Regions from separate parts of the Hordeum vulgare genome. Here region 2 is linked to region 1. The links are chromatin contacts, called in public Hi-C maps. All regions are on one chromosome and are shown on one strand. The core of a region is the stretch at or near the end of the contact, and the rest is flanking DNA. Distances in the headings are between cores, read along the strand shown.

Region 1 (2,700 bases), core at 187-2,686:
GTATTATCCACCGGACTGCCACAACACTTCTCAGGCTTCTAGAGCAATGGACCCTGGAAGCATATAGCATTTCAGTTCATTCAATTCAGGAAGCATCTTACAAGGAACTAGTAAATGGATTTGTGCTAGAATGCTGGCAGGAAAGGCATGACTCCTGATTTGGATAATCAAACACAACACCTACGCCACCGCAGCTCACTACATGCTAGGCGGGTTCGATTTGGAGGTCTGATGATCCTCGGTGAGCTGCATGCTCTGAAGAACCTCTATAATTGATCCCACTGCACGATCTCCCCTCTCTAGGACATGCTCCAGTTTCTCCACCTTCTCTAGCAGCTGCTCGGCTTTCACATTCGCGCAGCTCAGCAGCTTATCGGAAGTCTTCAACGCCCTGCACAACTAGAGTTTGAGGTACCGAGATTCGGGAGCAAACATGTTAGGGTTTGTATCCAGCAACGAATTGTAGTAAATAACCACAGGTTGCGTCCTCAGTAAAGGAAAAGGAAGGGAAAAATCACACCTTCAGCATCAGGGAAGGCCATGAAGGATCATTCTCCCGTAGAGACTTCATCAAACTGTCATAGTCTTCCTGGTTGATGATGAATGCAGAAATGAGTTACATGTACGTGTTCATACCAGATAGCTAGTAACTAACAGAGTAGCACCCCACATCAAATTGACGAACAAAATGCCTTTGCTGCCTCTTGGTGGATTCTTTCATCGGTACTGAACTTCGGATTCGAAAATTAAGTAAACAACAAACATGAGCAAGCACATCACATCAGCTGGTCAAGGTGGGTGAAGTAACCTACCATAAGATGTGAATTATATGAACTTAAGTTAGATGAGACCATCTTAATTAATCCCAACATTCAACGTTGCACACTTTTCTGTGTACCCTATATGAATCTATGGGACTATGCACAGCAAGATTCTTCACATCGAGCACAACTGAGTAGCTCTGGGAACACATGAAAGCTGATGGACGCATGATTCAGAGAATGAATTCGAAGGAACAACAAACAATATGACAGGTGAATCAATTGATACCTACAAAATCAGAAACAGGGGAGCGAAGGGAGCCCTCACCGCGAAGAGCCGCTGGAGCTCGGAGGGGTCAGCTTCCTCCACCTGATGCACTGCCAAGGGGGAGGAGGGAACAGATGCATCGCCTCCGCCGTCGAGGTGGTCGTCGCCTCCTTCTACAGCGAGGTCGCTCAGGAGATCGCTGACAGTGAGCAATGGGCCTCCGACCCCCCGCATCTCAGTGCTCAAGAGGTCGCTGGACCGAGAGAAGTCTTGCAGTGGCGGGACCGCGCGGAGGCCGGGGGGGGGCTGGATCCGGCCGGGAGGACCCGTCGCCGGCGGGGAGAAGGGGGGGAATCGATGGGCACGACTCGCAACACGCTGAGAACTCCCTTGTCGCTTTTGCGGCCCATGCGGCTTGTAAATGATGTGGGCTGGTTAACGAGATGTTTCAACGGGCCGGTTGCAGGAACGAATAGAGGGCTTGTGGGCCTCTAATCTCTTCTTTTCAGAAAAGAATAACTTGTAGATTTTTTTTAGGTGTAAAGCCAAGTTTATTTATCCAAAAGCACAGAGAGTATAGGATACAAATTGTGTCATGTGATTGCTACTTTTCTTTTAGCGCGCTTAGAGCATCTCCAACAATTCGTATGTTCAATCGTTGGTATAAGTGTCCACATCAACAATCAACAACACATCATACAAGGTCTTCAATGGAGTGTATGTTAATCGTATGTAAAATAATTAAGCGGGTCCATTAAATATTAAAGAAATAACCGTGCTTGCCTCGGAGCTTGTAGCTTGTGCGTGAACCGTTGCTTCAAGTTCATACGATTTCATTCTCTCTCTTCTTTTATTATGCGTCATGTCATCAAAATCATCTATGTGATAATTTTACCAACGATGATCATAGGACCATTGAAGAGACCCTCACACCGTCCGCAATTTGTCATCCAACATGTGACCCAATCGATCCACACACAAGTCCAGTTGTCTAAGATCTCGCAGACTAAACGCAAATAAGGGGGCGTCCGTACCATCGCCATGTACGCATTTGACACCCTTAGCGCTCCCAAAAACCTCTCGGCATGAGGCGGTTGTCGTGCATTCATGTAAGTCAACGCCCCTTCCCAGAAGACGTGACTCCACGACATTGATATTGGTCAAAGCGACACAACCGAACGAGTTGGTGGCTCTGCTTCAATGTTGATGTGGCGATCGAGAAGCCTACTCCAAGCACTACGTCACATTGAAGTCAGCTATTCGTCCCTTCTTCTGGTCGTGCTTATTTAAGCCAGCTCTGGTGTCGTCCACAGCGCGCCGCATCATTCCTCTTTGCTCAGAACCTCACTAATCATCTTCGCTCTCGTGGCGTCCATGCCATGCCAAAGTTATGGTTCTTCGTGTCGGCCGACGTCAGCTCCAGAACTCCCTCCGAATCCGGATCTTAGTGTCCCCGTCGCTCTCCGGGGCTCTCGACCTCCAAAGCGATCGCCTTTTCCGAGGAAGAAGAGATCGTCATCTTCCCGACGATGAGGAGGGGCTATTACAACAACCATCACGCTTCCTGGCAAAGGCAACAACGACAGATGAGGAGTGGTCGAGCGATCGCTATGCACGATCTGACGCCGCCCTTGCCGATGTCAGCCACGCATGGAGGAGGAGCCAAAGTCA
Region 2 (2,700 bases), core at 179-2,678, 230 kb before region 1:
CACACACGGGCGCATGCCTCAACTCAGTCGACACCGGGTCACAAGTGTGCGCACTGCTCTGGAACAAGAACGACAGAGAGCTGTTGAGCTCGCATGGATTCACTCAGAACCAGCTCACGTTGTGGAAGTACCCGTCGATGACTAAGATGGCCGAGCTCAATGGCCATACTTCCCGTGTCCTCTTCATGGCTCAGGTAATCTTTTTGCCCCATATATGCTTTGTAGCTAAGTTTGAAACGCATATTGCGTGCACAGATGGATGGCTTATGGTTGTGCTTTGTTGAACCTTTGTAGAGCCCTGATGGTTGCACGGTGGCATCTGCGGCCGCAGACGAGACCCTGCGCTTCTGGAATGTGTTTGGGACTCCTGATGCTCCCAAGTCTGCAGTGAAAGTGAAGACCCCCCAGAGCAGAATGTTCAACAGTTACAATCACCTACGCTAGGGAGGGATCAGGTCCCGGCAAGTGCTGCAACGCTGACAAGAATTAGCAGGCTGATTTTACGTAGAAATTCTTTGTGTGTACTGAAGTGTTTTGTGCGTGCTTCAGTATGCTGGTAACTTTAGTTGGTATATTTTACATTGATCCGGATGAACATCAAGACCAGTTTGATGTATGTTATACATACATATGTCGATTATATATAAGTATAATGACATTGGTGTTTTTTTATCAACTGTTGTTGCCTCACAAACTATGCTCTCTTGCTTCTGATGTTCCCTGTTGACTGGTTTTGATGTTGACGTGGGGTCTGGAGGGTGCTTCTCTTTTGGTTGCCTTCTTTATGCAACTTGAGGTGCCTCTCTGTTGGTTGCTTTCTTTATGCAACTTGAAGCCACCACCAGTTGTGACCACTATTTTATCATGTACTCCTCTGTACCGAAATATTTGTAGTTTTAGTAGGTACAGAGGGAGTAGTAGTGTAATTCTTTTCGGGAAATACACGGACCTGCTTCTGCAATGGAACCTGTGTGTGTACTCCGGGCCTAGCAAAAATGGAACAGAGTTTCACATCCAGGTTAGATGTGTTTTGTGAGCTTGAGATGTCGGAGGATCTTCTGTCTTGTGCCAAGTTTGGAGTGGCAAACCATATGTTACCCTCTTATGCTTCTTTCAGTCAAAGAAATGCATCTCGGTGGTTGGTTGGTTCAGTGTCAGATGACGCTTGTGCCCATCAGATTACAAGATTACAACCAAACATTCGCAAAATTAGATTAGCAGTGCCTTTACCCCATGAGATTACCAGTGAGATTTACCATTTCCTCAACCAAAAGTAGCACCACAGTAAAAGATTAGCGGCGCATTGACACAGGCTGTGGTACCGGTGCGTTTGCAGCCGGTGCCATATCGGCCGTCAGATCTCACCGGAGTCGATCCTGGCCGTCCGATGGTAGCACACATGTGGCTCCTCTCCCTGCCTACCCACCGGCCATCACCACCACCAAAAGTGGCCCTTTCGCCCACCTCGCCGCCCACTCCCTCTGCTCCCCTCCCTCCCCGCACGCGCGCGCCCTCCGCCCGGCAGGCCGACGACCTCGCCGTCGAGGTGGCCGCCGTCCGTCGCGAGGGCTCGCCGCTCGCCGGGATCGGGGGAGCCGCCGCCGCCACCGCCGCGCCTCCATCCCGTCCAGACGCAGCCTCCTAGGCCACTCGCTCGTCTGCCACTACCAGCTCAGCGCCCGACAGCCCAGATCCCCCCACCGTATAGAGTCCCCGGCCAGCCTTCGACGCCGCGCCGGCCATGGATTTCATGAAGGCCTTCGATCAGACCGTAAGGGAGATGTAAGTTTTCTCGATACGATCTCGTCGGTGGCGCCCCCCCGTTTTACTAGGATGGGTACGGCGTTTTGCTGAATTCGGCCCGTGGGGAGCGAGATCCTGATCCGTTTGTCTTCGCGCGTGCTCTTGCAGCAAGAGGGAGGTCAATCTCAAGGTGCTCAAGGTCCCCGAGCTCGAACAGAAGGTTTGGATCTCGCCCAGATCTTTGCTCCGCTCCTCTGTAAAACTGTTTCCTCTTGCCGGTAGTGGAGCCGTGAATTATCGTATTAGTTCATGTGGTGGAGACTGGAGGATGGAGCTTGGATTTTGTCTAGTAGTGTGGTTTACGTATGCTTGGTTGTGATACCACTGTTGTGTGTTCGTGTGCGCTCCACAGTAGCGCTTTAAGGAAACTGAGAAATGCTGTAACTTTTTATAGGAGCAATAAATCAAACTATGTTACTTAAGAAAGTCAAATTCTCCGCTGATGGTTTGGATAAATTATTAAGACCTGAATCAGATATCAGTCGAAACAGACCACCGAATGCACTCCTCACTGAATTGCTTTTGATTTGCCTGTAATCAGGCTGGATTCCTCGATGATTACATTTAGAGCTGGAAGTTCGATGAGAATAGATGGCTGGCAAGACTAGTCATTTTGATCTCTTATTGTATCATATTTCGTAGTTTGTGTCTTCTCCTAAAAGTTTTGCTTTCAAATCAGGTACTTGACGCGACAAGTGATGAACCTTGGGGTCCCCATGGCTCTGCTCTTTCAGAGCTAGCTCAGGCCACCAAGAAGTAGTAAGTTTTAATGTCTTATTTGTGTTGTGCTACCGCCTCCCCCTTTCATTAGTGCTGATGAAATGATGCCCATAACTTCTAAATCTGCAGCTCTGAGTGTCAGATGGTGATGGGTGTCCTCTGGGCCAGGTTGGGTGA

Evidence for each region. Hi-C and Micro-C count contacts between places; a contact is called where the count stands out from the background.
Region 2: a contact with region 1 is called in a Hi-C map of seedling, with 2.6 times the contacts expected there. The contact joins the promoter of LOC123427741 here to the promoter of LOC123430767 in region 1. A contact is called at or near these places in 3 of 6 Hi-C or Micro-C datasets (leaf and seedling).

Annotation. Positions count from the first base shown.
Region 1 is chr2H:607,976,396-607,979,095 of MorexV3_pseudomolecules_assembly, reverse strand. LOC123430767 reads right to left here and starts at 1,436. Exons shown (of 3, transcript XM_045114604.1): 1 at 1,090-1,436; 2 at 521-589; 3 at 28-399. The coding sequence starts at 1,263. The coding sequence ends at 199.
Region 2 is chr2H:608,204,123-608,206,822 of MorexV3_pseudomolecules_assembly, reverse strand. LOC123427741 (clathrin interactor EPSIN 1) reads left to right here and starts at 1,428. Exons shown (of 11, transcript XM_045111858.1): 1 at 1,428-1,782; 2 at 1,912-1,963; 3 at 2,483-2,562; 4 at 2,653-2,700. The coding sequence starts at 1,742. It overlaps LOC123427742 (cell division cycle 20.2, cofactor of APC complex-like), which reads left to right. Exons shown (of 5, transcript XM_045111859.1): 4 at 1-194; 5 at 295-672. The coding sequence ends at 444.